2 separate regions of the Mus musculus genome follow, and region 1 is linked to region 2. Evidence: chromatin contacts called from public Hi-C data. All regions are on one chromosome and are shown on one strand. Each heading gives the region's core, a stretch centred on a gene start, on an enhancer-like site or on the middle of the called end of the contact. The rest is flanking DNA. Distances are from core to core; before and after follow the strand shown. Region 1 has its middle 200 kb from the start of Gm36720. Region 2 holds the start of Igfbp3 (insulin-like growth factor binding protein 3).

What was found. Hi-C and Micro-C count contacts between places; a contact is called where the count stands out from the background.
Region 1: a contact with region 2 is called in a Hi-C map of uterus, with 8 times the contacts expected there. The contact joins the enhancer-like site here to the promoter of Igfbp3 in region 2. A contact is called at or near these places in 4 of 39 promoter capture datasets (cranial neural crest, embryonic stem cells, hippocampal neurons and 1 more), 1 of 15 datasets of contacts at CTCF or cohesin (embryonic stem cells), 7 of 484 Hi-C or Micro-C datasets (adipose-derived mesenchymal stem cells, embryonic stem cells and uterus), 5 of 115 datasets of contacts at active chromatin or transcription factors (cardiomyocytes, embryonic stem cells, neural tube and 1 more) and 1 of 9 other capture datasets (adipose tissue).

What each region holds. Positions count from the first base shown.
Region 1 is chr11:7,622,850-7,627,876 of GRCm38.p6, forward strand. No RefSeq gene overlaps it. Among named protein-coding and RNA genes, the nearest start is that of Gm36720, 200 kb to the left of the region's middle. Within about 2 kb of position 2,627, at least 7 of the 459 cell types and tissues checked have an H3K27ac peak or open chromatin away from gene starts, as enhancers often do. A contact at or near this core is called in adipose tissue and uterus, where this site is marked.
Region 2 is chr11:7,209,937-7,215,509 of GRCm38.p6, forward strand. It overlaps Igfbp3 (insulin-like growth factor binding protein 3), which reads right to left and starts at 3,987. Exons shown (of 5, transcript NM_008343.2): 1 at 3,449-3,987; 2 at 83-309. The coding sequence starts at 3,854.

The sequences.
Region 1 (5,027 bases), core at 1,377-3,876, 410 kb after region 2:
CACACCCTCTGAAGAGAGCCTGTGTGCATTAAATGGTGGCCTGTGTCCACCCCAGTGCTTGGGCTACTGGGGAGGCGGGACACAGGAGTTTTGACTGTGCTTTCCCCATGCTGTCGGGCTATGAGAAGCTGCGGGACCCCACTCTGGGAATGGGGAGGCATAGTCTGAGGTCCCACAGACTGCCAGTGTTGGCTCCAGGGACCTGCACGGAGCAGGGGACATCAGGTTCTCAGACTCTTGGGCACCCCAGATGCTGCTGGATGCCACGGAAGAGCTGAGAACAGAGTGGGGTCCCGCTGGCTGGATCTAGCCCGGGGCTAAAGGGGAAATGGAGGAGGAGAGCATCAGCTGGGTCCTGCAGGGTGAAGAGAGTCCTTGGCTTGTTCTGCAGGTGGCTTGGCTTGGTAGAGAATGTGGCTGGGAGCATTGAGAGGCTTTCTGTGGGAGCCTAGGCAGCCTGCTCTTTAGAGGAAGACCTGCTCCATTGCTCCCCACAAGGATCTTGACGAAAGGAGAAAGTCCATGGCTTTAAGGCATTTATTGTCATGGTGGAAAGTTGTGAAGAGTGAAACTGTACCCCCCTTTCTCAGGGCAGGCCTGAGGTTAAATACTTTTGCAGGGAGGAGTGTCTGAGGAGAGCTTAATTTGCTAAGCCCTTCAGGCCTTAGGTACCTCATTAAAATGGAGATCTGTCTTGAGGATATGTGATCTGTGGTCATGTCCTCTACCTGTGGAGGGGTTTGGGGCATTGCTCTACATGACTGATGGCCACAGAATTATGGAGAGCTGAGACCTCGTGTCAGGAGCCTGGTGTTCAGGAGTGTGGCAAAATGCCTACCATCCCTTGTCGGGTCTCTGGGGTTTCAAACATAGCTCAACCAGAAACCAGGCTGCCTTTAATGGTCTCACACGCCTGCCTTTGTTATTCCTAAACTTCTGATGGTATCTGGCAATCTTCAACTTTCTTCCCGAAATTCAATCACTGTCCGAGTGTCATTGCACATTGGATAATAATCAGAAATAAAGATCGATAAAGATTAAATCTCTTTTCCTGTCCTGTATTTGGAAGAACTGAACTCTACCATGTAATGGTATATTTTAATTGATAGTTAATAAAATCCATCTAACCCTGAAGCAACAAAGACTGGTTACAACATTCTACTCTAACAGCTGGCCCTCTCCTTTCCATGCTCCACCTCAGTGAGCCATCTCCTCACCAACTCTGCCGGAGTCACCTGTGCCTCTCTTCTCTTGGGGCATCCTTAAACTAACCAGCTTTATCAGGATGTGGCCTTTCTATGGAGTTGAGTAGACCCAAGCCTGATTTGGGTAGAGAGCAGTCACACTCCTGTTGTGCTCTCTGAAAGCTTTTTGGGGTATAGGCAAGAATCTACCATCCCTCCTCTGGCTCGGGAACCCACAGGCTATCCCAACACTCTCTTGTGGTATCTTTACCTATATATCTCTGTCTTACACTCAAGGAAAAGGAAAAGGGATTTTTTATTCATCTCTGTATCACTTGCTCTGACAACAGGAAATTTGAATCCAGATTGAACACTCAGCATTGAGAGAACCCTTCTTAGAGGAGCCCTGGTTGCCTTAGTCCCATGAGGCTCATAACAGCTGTTTTCTATACATAAAACTGAAGACTCTCAGGTAGCTTCACTTCTTCATGCAATAGCATCTCTCCTTTTTACCTCAAATTGCAATTTGAAAACTCCATGGCACAGTATTATCCCTTTCCCTTTATGTACAATAAATAGATAAGCAGTGGATATAACTCATGTGCCCCAGGGTAAATAAATGGATATGGGAGGTGTGCAGCTACTTTGTGGAGTATTGTTCAACCTTAAAGGAAAGGGAATTTTGACATATGATAAAAATGGGTGAACCTTAATATGTTATGTTAAGAGAGACAAGCTAGCCACAGGATACATGTTGTATGATTCCCTTCATATGAAGTACCAGTTGTCAAGTTCATGGAGACAGAAAGTGAGGCTCTGATTGCCAGCTACCGTGGAAGGGATTTAAGGAGTTATCATTTGAAAAGATCCAGTGTTTATTTGAAAGTTGATGAGCTCTGGAGCCTTCTGGGAGACCCGGCCACAGAGTGAGGACACACTGAATGTCACTGAGCCAGTCACATAGATGTAGCCCTGAAGTTAAGGGAGCTATACGATTCGAAGGTGGAGCTATATGCACAAAGTACACTCAATAGGAAAACAGTGATATGGATGGAGGAGGCAGGTGCTGAGAACACGTCATAAAAATCTGTAGTCACAGAGGGGTAGCTTTGTTCAGCTGTGTGCTATTGAACTGATGGCAAATAAGGTGGAAAATGTAGGCAAGGATGCCATCTGGGTGGGGGCTGATGCTTAACCTTATGTCTCTCCTGTTGGACTTACTGGAATGAGAACTCAGGCTGAGCCTTGGGGGTTGCATGCATTGTGTCTTGGAATATATCTGACAAGCAATCCAGCTCTTCCCTGTGGAAAGGAAAGCTGAGAAGTGGGTAAGATTGAAACCTCTTGGCTGGAGCTCAAGAGAGCACCTCTTTGCACACATTGGTGGAGAAGGGCTGCCAGCTGGATGCCGGGAGACACATGTGATATTGCTGGGCTTCCATTTCTGAGGCAATCCTGGCTTGCCTATGAAATGGAAACTTTGCAGCTTTGTTTTATTCGTGACTGTTGCAAGAGTTTCCACATTTGCCAATGGAAGCAATTGCCAGAAGTAAAACACACGAAGAGTGAAGAAGGATGCATCTCTTTCTCTCCTCTCACATGGGCAAACCATTAGAATGGAATCACCCTGACAGCTGACTGCTCAGGTGTTTGGTGGCTGCTGGATGGAGCATTTTCTTTTTCCTTTTCTTTTTAGTTAGTCATAAGGGAAATGAAATGTTCTCCATGTCTTAAGCCTGTGCAAAATTTATGGCTTAGGGACTTTTAACCGAGCTAGCATTCATTTGTCTTTGGCAGGAGGTACAAGTCTTCTTTAAAAGAAATGAGGTTATTTATCAGTGTGTCCACATGCTGAGCCAGGAGAGACAGGGTCACATGACATGATGCTGCCCGGCTGGACAGGGTGGTGTTCTAGTTTCATTTTGTTGTTGTAGTGATTATACATATATGTATGTGTGTGTATATATTTATATTATATATATATATATAAATATATATGCCTTTTATTATATATCTAATATATGCCACATATATGTGTATTATATATATATACTGATCAGTATATATACATATACTCTGATCAGAAGCAATTTAGGGAATAAAAGGTTCATTTTAGCTCACTATTTTAGGTTACAGTTCACTAGTGTCAGGAAGTCATAGTTGCAGGAACTCCCAAAAACTAGTCACCTAATAGCCATGTAAAGATTGTCGAGAAATAAATGCAGTTATCTTCCTTCACTCTTATACAATCTAGAGCCACAAATTAGAATTGTGCTACCAACTTTCAGGCTGGATCTTTCAACATCAAATAAGGCAGTGAAGCTCTCCCCCTCCCCGCCAGCCCCCACCCCTTACTCTCACTGCTGCCAGGCATGCCCATGGGTGAATCTCCTGTAGCAATCCTTCATTAAGGCTCTCTGCCTTTCTCAAGAGATTCTAGGTTGTGTTGCAAATTAAAGGAACCATCCAGGATGATCCTTGCTGTAAGGAAGGATCTTGGAGAAAAGGGAAGTTGTAAGATAGGGGGGTGGACTGAGGACGGTATGGGCAGAGATGGGTATAGCGGTTGGGTAGATGCAAAGTGGCAGTGGGGCTCCAGTTAAGGAGATAATCCGAGAACTGACAGGTTTCATGTTGGAGATGATCGTGATCACCAAGAAAAGTAATGTGGACTCATCATTAGACCCCACATTACCCTTGAACACTCAGCTGAAGTGTCCTGATTTGGGCAGACAATGTCAGTAGTCTTGTTTTATGAATACAGAAGAGAATACAAACAGTTGAAAGGTATAACAGTGGATTTTCCTTCCTTCATTCCTCCCTTCTTCTCTCCCTCCCTCCCTCCCTCCTCCCCTCCCTCCCTCCTCCCTCATTATTTTTCTTTCTCTTTCCTTTTGGAACAGGAACTCTTTTACTTCTGTCTATTCTGGAACTCATTATATAGACTAGGCTTCCTCTGAACTCACAGAGATCCACCTGCCTCTGACCATTTTGGTTATTGTGACTGTGTTTATTGTCTCTAGTGTGGTAGCTGAGCCTTTCTGTTAATTCATGAGTTTATGGGGTTATGGAAGGGAGAGATTTATGAAAAGGCAGAGCTAAACCTAGCAGGATAACCTTGGTGACTCACCAGTCCTCAAACTGTAGGCTAATCAGGCAATGCTCCTGGAGACCCATATTTACAAGTAGTATATTTTTGGACACACTTGGATAGCCCTCCCTTATAAATGTGGACATGTATGGCAGATTTTCTCCTTCGACACATCTTTTGTTCCTCATGGCTGCCACTCAGACAGGAATACAGTATGCAGATGTATATGACGATTTACTTAATTAAGGAAGTATGGCCTCAGCATGGATGCAGACCTGGAAATTACACATAACTGGGTGCTAGCTCTTACTGCTTGAATGAGCAGCCATGGGAAGCACATATAAGCACACATGCTCCCTAAAAGCAGAAGTATCACAGTTCTCTCTGAGAACTATGATCTCAGTCGCTATGGAGGAGAACAGCAAATCTTTTAGAGCATGTTTGCCTATTGGCAAATCTGGTGTGTACTACTAAAGAAAAATATCACTCTCCTGATTATCAAGAATTTTATTTTTTAAACATTGTATCCCTCCCCCCCTAAAAATTTTCTGTGGATGTACTTTGATAGAAACTGACTTGTACCTGAGAAGAAGGACTCTTCCACATCACCAGCATCCTTCACAGACTCTCATCCTTTTGTTTTTTTGTAGATCATCAATCTCACAAAACTGCAAAGTACTGATACATGCCAGTTTCCAAGATGCAGTCCCCACAGTCTACATCATCTCAATCTCCTGAATCTCCTGCCATCC
Region 2 (5,573 bases), core at 2,737-5,236:
AGGCCCCTGGGACTTGCTGCACAAAGGCTGTCTTGGGGTGTTTCCTACTCCCCTTGCCCCCAACTAAAGAAAAAGTTCTCACGTATTCTGTCTCCCGCTTAGACTCGGAGGAGAAGTTCTGGGTGTCTGTGCTTTGAGACTCATAGTCAACTTTGTAGCGCTGGCTGTCCCTGGCGTGGCCTTTTTTGATGACATCCATCTTGGCATGGAGTGGATGGAACTTGGAATCGGTCACTCGGTGTGTGCTGGGGACAACCTGGCTTTCCACACTCCCAGCATTGTGCTCCTCCTCGGACTCACTGATGTTTCCTGGGAGAGAATATGGGTTAAGGAAATGATTAGTACTGACAGTGGGATGATAACCTTGTCAGGGGCAGGTCACACCTACAAGGCAATGCCATTCAACAATTCTTAGTATGCTAAGAAAAGGACAATTGCAAAAGCATTCTAGAATACCGCCTGATGCACGGTGACTGCTTTACTTTAGGAAGCCATCAATTTGAAAGTCACTCTGTGGAATGTGTTTATGAGACAGCTAGCTCCAAGCCCTTCCATAGAGGAGAAAGCAGCAGGCTCCGCCTGCTACCAGCAGGGGGCAGTCACGCCCCATGGGATGCTGCTGTGAAGCTGACCAGAAAACAGGACTCCAAATGTGCTTCAGCCCTGGGCACAGCTGTTGGGAGGTGGGGGTGGGGGTGGTGAGGGGTGTGTGGGAAAAGTATATTTCATTCTCTACCCATTGTCAACAGCACACCGTTCTGGGGATTCTGTCATCCGCCTGCTCTGGTTTCATGTTAAATATCTCACTTCTGGGACCCATAAGCAGGCATGCTAGAGAAGTTTATTTCTGAGGAGCTTGTACATCTTTCAACTTCAAGGTCCATGTGGAGTCTGTGTTTTGGGTGGGAGGGGCATCTTCTTGGGTGCACCCTCTCCCCCTTCAGCAGTGGAGCACACAGAATACAGATAGCACCAACGTATCACCCACAGCTTAGACCTCTAGGTGCTAAAGTGTATTCAATCCTTGAAGATGGGGAGAGGGGAGGCGGGAAGAAAAGCCTCCTAGCTTTCATAACCCAAGGTGCTAAGGGAGCCGGTCCTAACTGATAGGAACGCTGGAAGGTGAACAGATTAATTGAATCTAAGTATGTGACTAAATTTGTGGCTGACCACTCCATTTGCAGTAAGATATCCCCCCCGCCCCAGGGGGGACCCAAGGCCAGATAATTGGCCCCCAACTCTCAACTCTGAGCTTTACAGCTTTAGGTTTAAGCTTCAGATCATGACCATAGAATTCCTTCCCTCCTGACAAAGGGGCTTTAATAGCTTTCTGAGCATGGAGTCCCAGTTGGCATCTGGTTCTGAATTTATTCTGTCTGGGTGCAAAGTTCAGGGCCCCAGCTGGCCTCTCTTTTTTGATTTGGCCTCTCAGGAAATGCCAGGCTGAGGCATCCTGCCCACGAGGAAGCTCTGGGCCTCTGGCCAAGAGCTAATGCTTCGTTTGCTAGAAACCGTCGGAGGTCGCAGCTTCTCCCATCTCTCAGAGGAACTGGCGTGCAGGATCCCAGAAGGCCCTCTTGCCCAAGGAGCCTGAGTTTCTCATCTACCAAACGGCTCCCTGAGACTCGGCTGCAAACCCTCAATGACCTCTTGCCCCCGCAAGCAAAATTCCTCGGGTCTAGACTAGCACCTGGCGGAGGAGAGCCATGATTCAATTTGTAGACTTGGTTTCAATTTGCTTGAATCTTTGTGGGTTTTTTTTTTTTTGAAAGTACAGGGACAAAGGAAATGCTAATATGTAAATGATTGTATTTGTATTTATCTTCCAAGAAGCTGAGTAATTTCTTAAACGTCCCTTTTTTCCTTCTCTTTGTTCTCCTTAGATAGCTGACTACAATAGAACTATTAAATAGGGAATTGTGAATTGTGTCACAGAACTATATTTTTTCCTTCAATGGATATTGAAGCCTCCAAACTCTTTTGTAATTAAAGCTCACATCAATTTTTACTACAGTGTTCAATGGTGATTATTAATAGAGGTCATTAAGGCTTAACTCAAAATAGCAATGCTAGTATTTCTTAAGATTGCTTTTGGTATACCACAGAACGCACTAGAAGTTAAAGACACACAGGCAAATGGCATGATTTTGCCTTTGTCTGAGTCAGCGAAACAACTGGAATCTTGCTTTGCCAGGAATCCAATGCTTCTCGGGGATGAACATACCAGGACTTGCCTGTACCCGGGAGTGTAGGTCAGCAGCCACAGAAATCATAAAGAGACTCTCTACCCAGCTAGCCCTGGTCCTGGGGGCTCGATCTGCACCATCTGCCAGCCTGGTGTGGGAAACCGGAGAATTCTAGCCTTCAGATGTTCAGGGCAAGAACTTGACTCACATAACTAAGCGAGACTGGCTAGGAATGCTGGCCATTTAGAGCAACAGCTAAGAATGCTGGCCATTTAGAGCAACAGCTGCCAAATCCATTTAAATGTTTCTGTTTTGTTTTGTTTTTTCCTTAAAGGAACGAAGGATGCCCTTAGAGTGACTGCCTGCTTGGTAGGGCTTGCAGCAGGAGAGGTAACTGTTAAACGTTTGCATTTTTCTCATTGGCGCTGTCGCTGTCCCCACTGCTGCTGCTGCTGCACCTAGGTCGAATTAGAAAGAGTAACATTCCTGGGTCGTACTTCGCATTTCTAGTCTCTGCTTTGGCAGGGAACCGGCCTGAGTCTGCATCCTCTGCACCAAATGCAGTCTCTGAATCTGGAAGGCGCTGCTGCAGAGCATAGGATGGCGCCTATGGGGCCCGAACCGGGCTCAAACCTTTTTGCAGCTCCTGGTGACACTGAGCAGTTTTGAACTTTAGGTTTCACAGTTTCAAAGACACCAGTGCTCTTAATTTCATCTCGTTAGTTTTTGGATAAATTGGGACACAATCCTGCGTTGCCAATTAGCCCGTGCAAATGATAGGATGTTTCAAGACAGGTACTGTTTCCAACAGCGTGGCTGCCTGCAAATACCTTCATGGTCCGGATCCAACCCGGGATTCCTACACTCAAGCTTCCCTGGGATAGACGCGCTCCTTCCCAATTTATGAGGAATGAAAACCCAGGTCAACAGCTGGGTTACACAGACCTAAACCTGGGTATCCCCGCTCAGCGAGGAGACTCTCCAGTGACTGGGATCTGTCCACTGGCAGTCTCCCTTGCTACCCGCTCGTCCTGGCACTGAATTCTACCTATTTTCACAGAGCGCATTTTGCAACTTATAAGAAAAGCTGTACTTTGAGAACCAAGCAAGAGGAAAAATGGGTTCAGTGCCTCACTCCGCCTCCCAGGGTCCATTTTCCAACCTTCAATATGAGCCAAGACAAACATCTGAAGATACACTCCCTGCCACCCTCGTCGGGTCCCAGGGAGTTGCGCGTGGCGCACGTGGCAGGGACAGCTTACCTGGAGCAGGTTGGGAGGGGAGGTAGGTGCTTAGGCTGCCTGCAGCGCTGGCGTTGGCGCAGAACCCGCGGCCATTCAGCAGCGCCCTCAGCGGGTACTGCTCCGCGGGCCGCGGCTGGCAGCGGAGGCCGGTGCCACAGCGCTCCGTGTAGACGCCGCACGCGTCGCCTTCGCGCAGCGCGCAAGTCAGGCAGCAGCCGCAGCCGGGCTCTCGCACCAGCTCCGTGCACGCGGGCGCGGTGGGCGGAGGCGCGCACTGGGACAGCGCACGCGCGTCGCACGGTTCGCAGCGCACCACGGGGCCCGCGCCCACCGCGCCCGCGCCAGCTCGCGCCACCGGCGGTCCGCGGAGCAGAGTGAGGGCAGTGAGCGCAGCCGCCCAGAGCGCGGGGCGCGCGGGATGCATGGCGCCGGGTGGACGGCTCGGTGGAGGGGAGCGGAGTGGAGCACGCGGGATGAGGCGGCGGGATGAGGCGGCGGGATGGGAGCAGCGAGCAAGCAGGTCCTCAGCGCCCAGTCGCCGCTCTAAGCTCGCATCTGGGCAGCCCGGGCGCGCAGGCCGATATATAGAAGCCGGGGTGGCGGAGGACACGCCCCGGAACGGCGAGGGTGGGGGGTGGGCCGGCGCAGGCTCCGCTCCGGGGCCCGCGCCTCCCGACGAAGCGGGAACGAGGACGGGGGCGCGCTGCGCGCGTCTTCACCGGGCACCTGCTCTCTGTGCGCACGCCCTGTATCAGGGCCACCTCTTCACGGGTAACCACAGGCGCTCCAGGCCACCTTGCGTCTCTAGAGTCCCAGCCACTCCAGGGACTCTGGTCTTCTCTTCCTTCAATGACTCCCAGCCAATTTGGCGTCCCGGACCCTATAGCCCCTCCCCCTGGATGGCTGGCTAAGCTGGCCTTTCCAGGGATGGTTTATGTTTGGGAAGCTGGCCCGGACCCATTCAGCGCCTGTGTACTTTGTAAAGTTCCCGCAATGGAATTCCTCGTGTAGGGTATGCTGTATTAGGCATTTCCCAGCGAGAACGCGCAGATCACTTTGAGGTCTGGAGAACCTTAGAGCTCGAGGTTTAAATCTGCACCACGGGCCACTTTAGCTCCCAGAGTCTCAGCACCGCACAACCTCACGCTGACAGCTATGGGCGCAAAGGATTTGCTTTTCAAGGAGGTAGGGACTCAAAATACTCAAATACGTCGTTGCACTTTCCCAGATAGGAGTGAGGACAGTTTTTTTCTTTTTAAAGATGAGAAGTTCCTCTAGTTCTTGTTTGGGAGAATCTTTTTAGCGGACGCATCTGCGTTAAAATAACTACTGAGACACTGAAGCATGCATGATTAGTAGCCAAGCAGCCCTTAAAATGAATACTGTTCACAACGAGTTTTAGTCATCGTTGGACCCCTATACCAACTTCTGATGTGCTCCAGTGCAGACTGGAGTTCTTGCTAATCCGTTCATTCTGACTTGAAATCCAGGCGCAATAGCGCAGCTATTGAGTTCTTTTGTACGAGTCTCTCCAAAGTCTGCACGCTCCTCCTATAGGTGACCAACAGAGGACGCTGGTGGTCCAGAATTGAATCGACAGACTTCGCGGTTTATTTATTTATTTAAAACAATTCGTGGATGAGTGGTGGGAACTTGAGAGACCGACTTGGAAGGAGACTTTCCTGGATACTCTTGAGTTGTTTACCATAGGCTGGGGAGATTGTCTTTGGGGAGATCTGTGCAATTTTATGCAGGAAGCAAATTAAGACGACTTCCCCCACATATCCCTCCGTCTATCATGTATATCTTATCTGGTGAAGTGGACATTCATCCACCCGTGTGTCTTTACATCTCCCTGTATCTGTGGCTCTCTCTACAAATTTATATCCCCTTTAAAAAAATTATGTCTTAATTTTAGTAAAATTTAGTTCTCCCTTATTTGATACTATAAATAAGAATGATAAAATTTTGGACCTTTACAAAGAAAAAAATATGAGACCCGTGAAGGCCAGAGCTGCCAAGACACAGCACCCCCAGTTTTTGCATTATTCCTTCCTCATAGAGTTTAGGTCGTGGCTAGAGTTAACACAGTCTACCAGAAAGTGTCCCAGTTGTTCCTTCTTTTTTCCCTATGTACTAACGC